Linked DNA regions of Zea mays: region 2 is linked to region 1. The links are chromatin contacts, called in public Hi-C maps. All regions are on one chromosome and are shown on one strand. The core of a region is the stretch at or near the end of the contact, and the rest is flanking DNA. Distances in the headings are between cores, read along the strand shown.

What was found. A called contact is a pair of places that touch in the nucleus more often than the background predicts.
Region 2: a Hi-C map of ear shows a contact between it and region 1, with 1.7 times the contacts expected there. The contact joins the promoter of LOC100382048 here to the promoter of LOC100278900 in region 1. A contact is called at or near these places in 2 of 25 Hi-C or Micro-C datasets (ear and endosperm).

The regions. Positions count from the first base shown.
Region 1 is chr3:23,117,055-23,124,754 of Zm-B73-REFERENCE-NAM-5.0, reverse strand. LOC100278900 reads right to left here and starts at 3,052. Exons shown (of 1, transcript NM_001152027.1): 1 at 2,375-3,052. The coding sequence starts at 2,978. The coding sequence ends at 2,667.
Region 2 is chr3:23,427,706-23,435,405 of Zm-B73-REFERENCE-NAM-5.0, reverse strand. It overlaps LOC100382048, which reads right to left and starts at 3,146. Exons shown (of 10, transcript NM_001394902.1): 1 at 2,593-3,146; 2 at 2,101-2,238; 3 at 137-322. The coding sequence starts at 3,051.

The DNA of each region.
Region 1 (7,700 bases), core at 1,803-4,302:
GTCAACCGACCCCGATAAAATTTATAAATCCTTTAGCAAAACACTGTTAAAGTTCAAAAAATTATATCATATAGAAAAACTAACTCTAATGACTGACAAGAGGGGCGGAGCCAAGGGGGGGCCAGCAGGGGCCATGGCCCCGCCCAAGACTGCGGCACACACAAATATATATAGTCTAATTTTTGTGTAGTCTAAATACATATAATTTAGATTTTATGCAGCATAATTAATAAATGGTTTAGTATAATGGTTGCTAATATATGCTCCATAACTATGTTATAGTATGCCAACCAAAATTTAAAAGAGACAGAATATAAGATAAAATACTCGTTGAATGACCAATCGATGATATGAGATGTCAAAACTAATTCGTTTGCAGATGTTGATATCTAAACCTCACGCCTTTATGATCCATCTTATCATCTGACTGGGCAGCTATCGATTGCTGCCGACCACTTGACTTGCCTCTGACATAGTCCCACAACCAAAGTCCCGAGGAGGTGATCATGCAAAACAACAGAATGAGTGCTAATAGCCCAACAACATCAATCACCAGAACCACATGTCGCAGCCGGAACGTCCGCATAAACTACAATACTAGATCCAAATATGGTTAATTTTATTATTTTCGTATTGTTACTGCGACACAACTTTAGTTCAATATATCAATTAGCTAGAAAATAGATTCATGGACTAAGATAATTTATAAAGAACTAGAATTCTTATTACATGTCGAGTGCTTAAGATTAATAATATCATACAATATTTTTTAACATATAGTATTGATGAATTTATCGACTCATTTATATTGTAATCTTGGCTCCGCCCCTAACTGACAATATTTTGGGTCAGGACCTGGGTGGCCAGCCAGCTCGATCCTTCAGGTACGGCCCTGCGGAAAACTGAAGGTTGAGGGACAGATGTAGATTGAGCGTCAACAGTTTATTTATCATCCTTACTAGCAGTAGAAAAGCGTGTGCGACACTAGTTGCAAAAGGCACCACCGCGTTCCTTTCTGTTATCGGAAGCCGCACCTGTTTCTAGATTCAGAGATTCAGAGACAGCACGCAATAAGATAAGAAACATGGTGGTCCAACGCAAGACGCGATAGCCGCCTGTCGCCGCTTGGCGAAAACACTGCGGCTTGCGTTGAAAACAGATGGCACGGTAGCTACTAGTACTAGCTAGCTAACAGCTGCTCTCTGGCAGCTGGCACCAGTACCTAAGCGTAGAACTCCGATCGATCAAGGCCAGCCAGCCTACAGGCGTGGCACTGAAACTTCACATCGTTCTGTCCACGATTGCTCCCGTGCAAGAAGACAGCGGCCGCAGTTGAGTGACGCTCAATTTAAGAGCACCGTCCAAAGCACGCGGTGTTCCTTGTACATGTGAGCAACAGTCGCCCGAGTAACATGCAAGCAGACACAAGCGCGCTAGAGACCACAACAACATGATGGTTGATGGATCCCGCGCGCGCGCCTGCTCTGAGAGGAGGATGAGAACGAACCAACGAACAAACAAACAAACAGAACCGGGTCGCCAGAAAGGGTTCTTTTCTTCCGAAGATGCAAATGATGGCCTCTTCTTTGTAGGAACCCCAAACTCCACTGAACTCAAGGCCCACGCCCACACCCGCCGTGGCCACCGATCGAGTCCACAACCACAATACAGCTTGCATTAACACCAATCTACTTCTGTTTCAGATCGAGCGTCAATGTCTGTGTGGCAGCTCATCAGCTACTGGCTCTCCAAAGGAAGCTTTTGGAGCCAGTGACCAGATCCACTCGTCAATAAAATATTTCCAGAATGTCGTCGTGAATACTGTGTAAAGGCTCGTCCTAGCAGTGTGGTTCAAAAGCATGAGGCAAGAGTTTTTTATACAAATAAAAACTATATATGTAGGAGTACTAACAAAGTAATTATTGGCTAAAGACTTGTCCCAGTGAAATAAGTATGCGTAATATACTGGTCCGCACACACGTATTTTAGTTAGTGTTTGGTTTCAGAGTATAGTGAGATGAGTCGCTCCGCTTCTAATTTATTGATGTTTGAATTAGTTCTATGGAGAACAAAAAGTGATCTTGAAAAGTTATATTCAAATCCTAAACCATCATGCTCCCTCAAATCTTTCGGACGGAGCCACTCCTATTAATGAGCTGCTCCATCGTCCCAACCGTTCCAACACTACCTTAACCATTGACGATACGTAACCGCTCTAGAGCTAGACAGACACAGAACGTACGATCGATAGCACCATGTGCGAAAGCTTCATCTTGGATTCATGCTGCAGTGGACAATAATGTCAACTGAGCTAAAACACCCACCCAGTGGTGGTGGATAACCTGAGCTCATGCAAATATATGGCTACTACAAGTGAAAGTATCTCCCGGCGGAACATGTACAAATTGAATCAAACAACGCAGAAAGACACACTTTTTTTCATAATGCGAGATGCACAAGAGATCGAGCTAGCCACCGTGGTTCTGCTCACCGATCTTCAGCGTTGCATACTGTTGCAGCAGCTTTGTAAGATGACGATACTTTTGAACTAATTCAACCAAAACACATAGCGACGCGCGCACACACACACTCTCTCTTCTAATTAAGCAGTGGTTACCACGGGCACGGGGTAGGCCAGGCCAGGCCAGGGTGCTTGGATTTCGACCCTACCTGTTGTGGAGAGCGTCGGGACAGCTTGGAATCTGGCGCTTGTCGTCTCCGATCCAGGCGGTGGAACGCGGTGCTGAGCGGCCGGCGGCGGCGCCTGCTTGAGGTCTCGGGCGGTAGCCCACGACGACGGGCATCCCCCCTGCGGCGGCCACGCTGCTTGTTGCTGCTGGACGCCGCGGCAATGGAACCGCGGCCGCTAATAATTTAGTGTCGTCGCCGTGGAGGCATGATGCCCACGCCAGGACCAGGCACATGACGATGGGTGCCACAGGGTATCTTCTCTGCGGTCTCTTATTCGTCGCTTGCATCGACGTTTGTGCTAGCTCTTTCTCAGCCAGCTCTGCAAGGGAGAGACAGAGACAGAGAGAGGAGCAGGAGGAAGGAGGAAGAAGGAAGAAGGATTAGCTGCAAAACAGCTGCGCCTGCACGCCGCTGATGGCCATTCCGTTTCTCCGCACCGATACAAAATAATGTGCGCGGGCAGCGGGAATCAAGGAGTAATGCCGCCTCAAGCTAGCGCTCCAAGAGGACTTGCTCGGTAGTATCATATACTAGTACAGGCTACTAGTATGAGAAAGTGACGACGTGGTGTCGTCTGTTTCTTTCTTTCTTTCTCTCTCTTTCAGAGGGCGTACCGGCCTGCTGATCCTGGTCACGCCCAACTAGAAAACACGCTTGTAAATTAAGTTCCTACACAGTTAAGTATCTGGTTATATAGGTCAATGCATGCCTGACTGCGTCTTAACAAGATACAGGAACCATCCACCAGTCCAGATCTCCAGGACCACCTCGATCTTCTGGTGCAACGACGACTCCTCCTTTCTCCAAATGTAATTATAAATAATACTACCTCCGTTTCGTTTTAGTTGTCGCTGGATAGTGCAAAATCGAACTATCAGAAACGGAGAGAGTACTACTTACTGTCTTCCTCTTCCTCTGTTCCTAATAAATAAACCAATTCCTAAAGTTGTCTTAACCAAAAATAATAATAATAAACGAATATTTGATACCAAATAAGTACAATATCAAAATATAGTTTGTGGTGTTTTCAATGGTACTAGCTAATTTGGTACCATAAGATAACTTAAATAACTTTAGTAATTGACTTATTTAGGTCCCGTTCCAAACCTCTAGAACTAATTATTAGTTACCTAATAAGTTGTTAGCGGATTTTAGTTGGGTTGGAACAGCTAGCAACTAATAGCTATTTGAGATATATAACTACCAATTAGCTGATTCGTTAGCTCACTCATTCTAAGCTGAACTAATAGGTTTGGAACAGGACCTTAGTAACTAAGAGAGAACCTTATCAGTGGAAGGTTTCATGTTTTAGTTTCTAAAGCTTTATGCATTGCAAACAATGTCGGTACGTAGTGGCGTAGATAGGGTGGCTAGCGGGCCTAACAAAAAAGAAAAATTGTTTTGTAGTTTATATCTATGGCTAAAATAAAAGAGTTAGCTCATAAAAAGTTAATATTTACTATATATTTAGTGTATATATGTGTTAATTGTTATGACTAGTGACTATTGCATATTGTATATATACATATATTCTATTTATTCACATTATAACTATAGTTACATGTCTTGGCCCCTCTAAATAAAAATCATGACTACGTCTCTGAATTTAGGTGAGTTTTAATCCTATAAAACTCATTTTCATCCCATGAAACTTCATTATCTCTCTCTCCTCACATATCCTATACCGTACCATGTCAACCTATTTAATGACATAAAACTGTTATGAAACGAGACCGGTTTTATTGTCCTTCCAGCATTAGTTCAATGCTCCTTCTACTCTCAATTAAGTAACAATGTTTTTTTTAATTTGACTGTGTATGAACTACAACATCTTAAATACAAGATATACGGACAGATTTATAACCACATAATAAGGAATCTAGCTGAATACTCGTTTATTCCTTACCAACTAGCATTATTTTGATTGTCAACTTGCTTAATTATCTAGGAAGGAATAGTTCGAAAAGGCATGTCATTGCTTTGACTACCGATTATAAAAGACATTTGTGCAAAGGCATACATTGATGGTTTAAAAGATGTGCACATGTTGATAGAGTCGAACTATCCAGATACTTCGACCTTTAATTTGACACAGATGGGCACATATGACAGGAAGTATCTAATTTAGGATGATGTTAAAATCTTAGATATAGCTTATATTTAAGAACACAAGAAGTATATCATCTAGCATCATTTCCTATCGTTCCACCAATGTCATGTGTTACCCTTTTGCTTCCGAAAAAAGCTAAAATTATGCAGAAATGAGGATTTGAATTGTGGTTATTGACTCCAAACCTACATTCGCATTCACCTAGCCAACAAACACACGTCTTTATATTTTATACTCTACACTCAATGATACATGGAAATTGTAGCAATGTAAGAGCATTTTGACCATAAATTACTTTTTATATATGTCAAGCTTGAATGTTAAATTCCCTTGGAAAGCAGTTTCGTAAGTGTACTACTATTTATTTTCGCAAACTAAACTTAGCTGAGATGTTTAGATTTTCCTTTTTTAAAAAAAAAAACCTGACGCGGATGCTGACTATCCAGCGGATCCATTGGTCCAATCTTGTCGTTCGTACCTAGGTGTACGACGTAGGACGGTCATGCAATTAAACTATTGGTGGCGCTGTTTGGAGCCGCACTGCAAGTTGCTGCACATCAACACATGCGTGGCTGGGAATGGCCGGTGCGGCCGGCACCAAATCAGTGTCATCTAGCTACCCACCATCTCAATTGGTCGCCACGAAAAAGAAATAAAAAAATCATAACATGCGGTCGCTCGGAGGCGAGGCGAGGCGAGACGCGAGAGGCACCTGATCACGATGCATGCATAGTTGGCCTTGTCAACGTTGGGAGTTGAGCCTCATGACGTGATAAATCCATGGTTACAAACGAAACTGTCCTAGCCGTTTGTATGGCTTTTTAATCTTCGGACTAGTCGTCCATGAAAATTTGTTAGGACTGGGTCAATATTCTTATGCCTTAAATTACTCTCTCCCCCTATAAAACGTGATGTTATAAAATAAAAAAAAACATATTGTAAAAAATGATATTTTATCTCTTGAGCTGTAGATTAGACCCGTATTAACTTAAGTACTGCATTTCTTTTAAGCTAATCTCTGCATCTACAAATCGCCAGCATGTCCATTCTGTATTATCCTCTTTGCTTTGACCATACCAAAATATACACCAAAACATACAGCATCATAAAGAGCATTTCTCCATACTCGGACAGGGTTCAATGTGTCTTTACCTTCCTCTGTGGCGACCGCCTCTATATATGGCCAACCGGGCCGGCACGACATGTGGTTGGCATGGTCCACGGTCGGCACAGCCCGTCAGGCCCAGCTAATGAAATATGTCGTGCCTGATGGGTCGACGTGCCGCTACCGCGGTCTAGGCACGGCCCGTCAGTCTATTAGTCGTGCCGGGCCGGTCCAGTGACACTATAGTTCATCTGAGTATATTGTATAATTTAACAAAAAATGTGTATAAGTGACTTAAATGCATCTATCTAACCAGTGCAGCTGCAGTTTTATTGTGTTATATATTGAATTCTTATACCTAATATATGTAAACTATTATTTTTAAAATAAAAAATATAACCGTGTCATGTCCATACCAGCACTATGGATCGAGATGATGACCCAGGCACGGTATTATAGCCGTGCCACACTAGCACGATCGTGCTCTTAGTTACGGTTCATGTGCTAAATGGCCATCTATATCCGCCTCCGCCTCCTCGTTCTTCCTGGTGACCGGAGTCACAGATGCTCCTACCTCGGCGCTCCATCCCCTTCTTCTACCCGATTCTCCACATCTTCCTCCCTTGGCGGCCGGAGTCGCGGATTGGCACCGTGGCGGCTCCCGTGGCCTCCTGGTCGGCTTCTTGCCTCCGGTCGCGGATGTATAGTAGAGCAAGTATGAAGAAAGCATGTGCTTGTTTCCTACATCATATTATGTATGCCCTCCGTTTCTTTTTAGTTGTCGCTTGATAGTTCAATTTGGCACTATCCAGCGACAACTAAAACGAAAAGGAGGGAGTATTACATAAAGGATTACATTTGTTTAGGTATGATCTTGAGCCTGTGGGAAATATGCCAAGAATTAATTAGGATACCTTACAGATTGTAGAGACACATGACATTTTTATTATTACTCCAAAGAGGAGGTACTTATTTCTCGTATATGAGATGAGAAGCCATTTTTCCATACTGTGATACGTGCTGGTGATGTCGGTTAAATATGTTGACTAATCATGCTTGTTATTGTCTGAAACTGCATTCTTGTTGTTGTCTGAAACAACCATTCTTGTTGTTGTCTGATCATGCTGTTCCAATTTCCCAAGGCCTGACTGCACACTACAGCTATCACATTTGTTTTAGCTGATGGTGTATCAAAACTACCATTTGTTTGAGCACTACCCTGCATACAAAAGGAATGGTGCATATACATCACATACAAATGGCATGTATTGATGCAGACTGCTTATCTGAAACTGTATTGATGCATATTGCTTATCCAGAAGCTGCATTTATGCAGACTTCTTATCTGAAGCTGAGTTCGGGGAACATGTGTTTCAGAAATGGACTTGCATTTATTTGGGGCATAACCATCAGTATTCTCGAGCTGCGGATACTTTGAAGAAGAAAGCCAGGCGAATAAACAACAAATTCTCAGTAGTATTCACTAATTATGCAGGGATTAATGTGTTCACTGCGTTCATTGATTATCCATGGAATAAACAACAAGCACTCATTACTTGAAAAAGGAATGTGTTCACCGTGTTTACCTGCAGATTGATCAGCAATGAAAACGCTAGAGTGTGGAACTAAGCCTGATATTGAGACAAAAACTGTGAATAAGTTCTCCCATGAGTAAGTGCTTGTTTTTAGGTTTTGGCCAAGAGAACCACATAGGTATCAGCTATGTTGCCCTCATATGGCGATACGGATACAGATACACGATACGTCGATACTCTGATACACTATTTCTCGTAA
Region 2 (7,700 bases), core at 1,897-4,396, 310 kb before region 1:
AATAATACAGCCATGACCCATTTCATATCCAACAAAAGGAATAAGATTCCAACTGGAATATTATTTGTATTTAGAAACACATGTACATTATACATCCTAGGATGATAGTTAAAAGTCAACATGACTTGAATGTTACCTGGGCCCTTGGAGACTGTTGTGCAACCTTCTTTGAACCCTTAGGGCCAGCTGATGGACCTGACAATTCAGACATGATGCTATCTATGCACCACAAAACAAAGTCTCCCAGGGCATCAGAAGATCTTTGACTGATCCAATCACTCACAGTCTTGATCACAGCCTCAGATATATGGCACAGTGGGATCTGCTCAACACAGTTATTAGTTAGACACATACCGAAAATGAATAAGAAAGAAAAATCAGAGGCATTATCATCATTAAATCTCATACTGTAATATAAAATACAATCATGCTCATGAAGCCAGAACAATAGTGCCAACCACCATCAGTACACGGGAACATTAATTGCAAGCATAGATAGAATTACATAATAACAAATCAATGTGACCAATGAAGGATTATAACTTCATCCTAATATGGAAAATGTTGCTAAAAATATATAGTAATTAAATAACTTGACCCAGCTGTATACTGCAACACAATTGACTAGCAAAATTCGTGTAATCAAGTCGATATTCTTGGCATGCACGTTATAATCATCACATTGATGGCCAGGCCTTGCCTGAGGGGGGTCGAGCAGGGCAACCGATCTGGGCCCCCAATTCCCAGAGGCCCCACCCTAGTGCATACGGGGACGATAGGCAGCTAGGCAGGCTGCATCCCACAGGCAAGCAACACAAGGCAATACTGAACCTGAACGCTAGGGCACGCCGCACCTGCGAGCGTGATTATCTTACGGCGATAGTCCCGCTGTCCAGGTTCTTGCTTCTGTCTTACTTCTATTTTTACCGCTCAAGTTTTTCCATGACAAATTGAATTATTTTAATTAGCTGATACATAGTAAAAAAAAAAAAGTAGTTCCTGTGGTATTGGGGCCTCAGTCTATAATCCTGTCGTGGGCCCCTCAAAACTTAGGAACGGCCCTGGTGATGGCCAATCAGGACTCACGCATTCGGAGCGCCTACCTGCCACCATGCAGGGAACATGCATGTTACTGTAATAATAGGGTGGCCTCAATCACTTTCCTCAGTTGGTTATCTGAGTTTGTTAAGATACGACAAATGTGTCATAACGGTTTCCCAAACCGGAGACGTTAATGCATAGATATTCCAAATTTTAGCGCGAAACATAAAAACACAAATACATCACTACGTGCGGCTAAAGCACAGTAACGTAACATGAAAACATAAACCTCCAACAGGCAGCAATTGCGTCTAAGCATGAGCTGAAAAAAATTGATCACGTGCATATAAACCAGAGACGTTATTGCACAGATTCTCCAAATTTTGGCGCGAAACATAAATACCAAATGCATCACTACGTGCAGCTACAGCACAGTAACGTAACATTAAAACATAAACATCCAACAGGCAGCAATTGCGTCTAAGCATGAGCTGAAAAAAATGATCACATGCATATAAACCAGGGACGTTATTGCACGGATTCTCCAAATTTTGGCGCGAAACATAAATACCAAATACATCACTACGTGCAGCTACAGCACAATAACATAACATTAAAACATAAACCTCCAATCAACAGCAATTGCGTCTAAGCATGAGCTGAAAAAAATGATCACATGCATATAAACCAGAGACGTTATTGCACGGATTCTCCAAATTTTAGTGTGAAACATAAATACCAAATACATCACTACGTGCGGCTACAGCACAATAACATAACATTAAAACATAAACCTCCAATCAACAGCAATTGCAACTAAGCACAATCTGGAAAAAAGTTTCGCATGCATAAAAAACCAAAGACCTTAATGCATGGATTTTCCTAATTTTGGAGTGAAACATAAATACCAAATGCATCACTACGTGCGCTACAGCACAGTAGAGTAACATTAAAAAAATAGACCTCCTACAGACAGCAATTGCATCTAAGCAGTCTGAAAAAAAATGATGACATGCATAAATAGATTCCAGAACAATATCTAGTGATATGATAACTCACATCAACCATCTTGGACACTGTTGATTCTTTGAACATCTTTGCCCATGGAAATTGAGATGCGCTCACAGCTGCAAATGCCCGGCCAAAGTAATCAGCAAACCTCATGAGCTGAATGTCCTGTTGATTCTCGTACGATGCCTGCACAGAACAAATAATCAGAATATACATACACAACAGAAAGTGTACCAACCTTTTGCAGGCTAATCCTAATACCAAAGCCCAGAGCTCCCCGAGATCCATCTTTACATCCTAAGATCCGACTTTCAGGCAAGGCAACAGTACTATATTGGATAGAATTTTGGTTCAACTTGATCCGAAACCCGGTACGTCCTAGCATTTCGTCGGAATTTCATCAATTCCAGCGAGATCCGTCGCTAAACCCTACCCAGATCCGATCCGTAAAAAGACAAAACCTTGATCCGGACCATCATCACAAGATCTCATTTTTTTAACAGGAATTCGACGGGGAGGAGAGGTTTGACGCGGCCTTACCGAGATCTCGAAGAGGTGCGCTGCGAGGTTCTCGGCGTCGATCAGGACGGCGGCCTCGGCGACCGTCACCTTCGGCTTCTTCACCTTGGGCTTCTTAGGCTTCTTGACCTCTCCCTCCTGGCGCGGGGCAGCGGCCTCGTCGGAGTCGTCGTCGTCGGAGTAGGCGGCGCCCGTGGCAACGGCGATCCGCGCGTCGTCGAGGTCGGCCGCCCTGGAGGCGAGCTGCTGCTGCAGCGCGCGGTGGCGCTCCTGGGAGCGCTTCTCGACGGCGTCGAAGACGCCGCCAGGCTTGCCGTTGGACTGCAGCGCCAGATCGGGCGCCGTGGTGCGGGGCGGCTGCGCCTGCTTGCGGTTGCGCTTGGGATACGACACCGTCTGCCAGCCGTGCGAGGGGTCGGAGGAGGCGGCCGCCGCCATGGAGGAGGAGGAGGAGGCGCCCGCGAGGTCGTCCATCGCCATAGCTGCCACGCGCGCGAGGAGGGGGAGGCGAGACTCCTCCTGGCTTTCGAGAGGCGACGAGCAGGAACAGGAAGGAAGAAAGCAGCTGTGAGAGAGACGAGGACGAGGGATGCGCAGGCGTGGCTGGATTTTATTGTGAACGGCGAGCCGAGGGTGCCGCGTGCGTCGCGTGCACTGCACCCCGTCTGTCCTCTCTCCGCCCCCGCTCCTCGCCGCTCTGGTCACTCACAACACACAGTCACACCTCCGTTTTTCCGTTTCCTCGCTGTCTCGGGCGTGATCTTGTGAGACTTCTTGGCTGCTATCTTTTCTTCTAGCTCGTTCTTTTCTCTGGTGCAGCTTTCCGGTTCTGTTTGTTTGGAAACAACTTCGGTGACGCTGACATGAGCTGGCCGTGGATATAGATGCGGTTCCGTCGACCATGGATGGGTACGTACAATTGCTTAAAAAAGCTGCCTGCTCTTCTTCACACTGTCGTACGAAGCTCATGAGTAGGGCTGTAAAAAAGCAGTTGTCCCAGATTAATTAAACTATATAATAAAGATGGATAATAGATAATTTTACTTAAAATGTTAAATGATGATTATATTTTTCACATTTAAATACTATTAAATTACTATATAATACAATATTATTTATCAAGATCCATCTCGCGAGGCAATTTCGAGCTAAGCCGAGCCTGAGCTCGTTGAATGAATGAGCCAAGCCGAGTCGAGTTTGGTCTGTCAACGAGTCAAGCCGAGCCGAGCCGATGTGAGGATCAAGAAGGGGATAGCTGATGAAGACTCGGTGGCGGGAAAGACAACTCGACTGAGGAGGCCCAATAGTCGAGTCTATGGGCCACAGTGGGGCCACATCGTGGGCTGCCCTAGAAGATGAACGGACGGTGAGAAATTACTCGTCGAATTTGTCGCTAGAGTTGGGTGTGAGGAAAATGGGTCTCGGACCATTTGGCTCAAAAGGTTTTGGTGTTTGATGATCAACATAACCTGTGAACTAATAAGTTTGCTAGCGTTTATAATTGTAGTTTACAGGATGCTAAAGTGACTTGGACTAAGGCATTGAGGAAAGCAACACATCAAATGAAGACATTATGAAGATCAACAAGTATCAAGCAAAGTCTAAGAAACGAAGAAAAGTGTTGTCACTGGTGGACTGTCAGGTCGAGGACACCAGACTGTCTGGTGCACCAGGGAATATTAGTCCAACGACTAGTTCCTAGTGGCACTGTGGAGGAGGGCCCAGACTGTCAGGTGCAAAGGCTGACAGCCAACGGTCGACTGACAGATCCAACGACTAGTGGTGCACCGGACAGGACACCGGACTGTCCGGTGCCTACCACAGGACTGTCTGGTGTGCCGCAGAAAGCTGCAGTTTTCCTCCAACGGCTATAATTGAGTTGGGGCCAATAAATACATCATCCAACCGACCATTTGAAGGTGTAAGAGCCCTAGCAACATACCAAGGCATATCGTATACATTTCCAAGTGCTCATACACCCAAATGCTTAATAGAATCACTCGGTGATTAACGTAGGTGCTTTGCGAAGTGCTTGGATTAGTTAGACCGCATTAGCGTTTGCTCTAGGTGAATCCTAGTTAGTTGAGTGAGTTTAGAAAAAACACACAACCCCTCGGCTCTTGCGTGAGCTGTTGTAATTGTATCGAGTGGGACGAGAGTCTTGCGAGATCGTGACAACCGTGTTTATGTCACGGCTACCACCGTGTACCGGAAGGAACGAGGCCCACGAAGTTTCGGTCGGAAGCTCGATAGTGGAGACAACGGGGAGCGTCCGAGAGGAGCCGGAAGCGGAGCACCACTTGCGCGTGGAGAAGGCCTGCATCTCTCTATGGAGTTACTCGATCGTGGTGCTTGGCCATCGCGTGGGCTACCCTTTGCGTAGAGGCACCAACGAGGATTAATCGGAACCTTGCGTGGTTCCGGATACCTCGGTAAAAATACCGGCGTCATCCACGAGAGTTTGCATCTCTACCTTACTCTTTACCTTCCACATTTAAATTGAGTATTTAAGTTTCAATCCTGTCTTTTTGGTACATTGTTTAGATTGAAACTGAGCCTTTGCGGTAGAGATAGCAACACTTAGACAAAACCTAGTTTGCACATTCTAGTTTGATTATTTGTATATGTTTTGCTCTAGGATTTATTTGTGGCCTAGTTTAAAGAAAGTTTTAGAAGTACTAATTCACACCCCTCTTAGGCGTCACCGTTTCCTACAATTGATATCAGAGTCTGGTTTGGCTCATTTGAAACGATTTAGCTTCACCGCTAAAAGAACCGACGCTTTTTAGAGAAAGGGGGTGGATACCCATAGGCCACCACACTTCACGGCACTAACTTCCCATATTATAGTGCTAGAATGGCTTGTTACTTAGAGGCTGTTGATCTAGGTGTTTGGAGAGTCACTCGTGACGGGATGAAACCACCCAAGAATCGCGAGAAACCCACCACAAGTGAGGAAAAATAAATTCATTTAAATGCTAGAGCCAAAAATTACTTGTATGAATCTCTTAGCATGGATATTTTTAATCATGTTTTTACATTAAAAATTGCTAATGAGATTTGGCTAAAATTGCATGCCTGTTTCCTACATTTGGGAGAAACTCGAACTTCGACGAGCTGGTCATAGTGACTTATGGTTGCGAGCTTAGCTGACGTCGGGCTGTTGTGGCTTGGATGCGGCGGTACCAGTGCTGCTGCGAGGCTATAGAAGAGATGAGTATATGATTGATGGGTTGAGGTGTTATGGTTACATGTATTGAGGCCCCGTTTGGTTTGGGTAACTAAACTTTAGTCACTTTTGGTCCCTAAAGAAGCAAACAGGGTGACTAAAGTGGGGTGACTAAACTTTAGTTCTTTAGTCACCAAAGGGGTAACTAAAAAGACTAAAGTAGGATTTTTACCTTACTTACTCTCTGCTCTTTCTACATGCAGCAGGTTCCACTGATTAATAGGGGTAATGCAGTTATTATTCACACCAATTAATGTTCTTTTGTCAGGTTTAGTCAATGAAACCAAACGGGTTAGTTTAACTAAAGTTTAGTTAGATGACTAAAGAAACCAAACATGACCTTATATAGGCTGGAAGGTGGGTGGTTACATGACAGATCTAATCTTGTACTTATCTGTTACAATCCTATCCTAGGTGGGTGGTTAACTGACAGATCTAATCTCATACTTATCTGTTACAATCATATCACATCTGTTAGGAACTCTAATTTATCTCTTTTATCCCAATAATATCGTTGTTAATTTATACTAATCATATTAGACCTTCAATTTAAATAAATCTTAGATTATATTTTTATTTAAATTTTTAAATTAAACTTTTGGGTGTTATGCGCTAGCTGAAAGGAATATTTTCTTAAATATATATATACGATATCCTAATTTGTATCGACTTTACCAAAAGGACGTCATGTAGAAACAAACCAACCAAACATACATCGATCCATTATATTAGCTTATATTTCTAATTTCTGATTTCCATTTTAAATTTAAAATTCAAGTCTAATTTATAGCTAAGTTAAAATTTCTATTTCAAAGATAAATTGCAATAAACAAAAACTCAACATGAATACAAAGCATTTTTAATAATTAATTTATCCATTTAAGCAAATAAAAATTAGTAGGAATAATTCATGTAAGATGTTTTACAATAATAGTTATTAAAGAAAATAATTCAAACACATAACCCCATTTTAGAAGTACAATAAAATAAATCTATAATCTTCACATATTTATTTAAAATGATATAATTTCTTATGTAAACTCTATATTAAGCGATAGTTTAACTTAATTTTTTTTGGAGAATAGATCTTTAACACAAAGGATATTTCACATAAGAATCTTTTAGATAATATATTATTTGAAAACACATTTATTTAAATCACGAAATGAGTTTCCTAATTTATTCAGAATGTGATTTTAGAGTGTTACACAAACCCTAGCTATATATATATATATATATATATATGGCTGGAATCCTCTCGCCGAGGCCTTTCCAAATATCAAAATAGTTTCTCCACATTTGCTCCATAACTCTCGTAATTGCTCGCCGAAGATCGAGGTGGTTCCAACTCTGACGACAACTCCGGCGAGCAATTACTTTCAATCTGTGCGTCGTCGGCGAAATCCGAGGATATTGTTGTGTTTGTCTCGTTGAGGGCTTCGCCCGATGCTTTCGGTTCATCGATCGGACCTTCGATTCACCGTCAATCGACGATTTTATCCTCGACTCCGGCAAGGGTTTTTTCTGGTGAGGAACCACCATGATTTTGGTTCTTTATTCTTCATTTTCTTCACTATCGTGTTGCAGCCCCTCCCTGGTCGACTCCTTCCTTACGCCCCCTCCTTGTCCACCACGCGCCCCCTGTAGCCCTAGCCCTCCCTCTCTCCCTCCCCTCTTTTTTCTTCTTTTCTTCTCTCATGTCGACATGGTCGACTGCTTGAGCCAGAGGGCAGCCACCACTCGCCGTCGTGTCCTCCCTCCCCCCGTGTGTGGGCCCCGCCTGGGCATGGGCGGCATGCCTCCACGCGCGGCCCTGCCCCTGCAAGGTTGTGGCCGAGCCCCCATGGTCGGCCCCTCCTTTATCTCCCACGCTTTCTTCTCTCTCTTCTCAAGGTAGAAG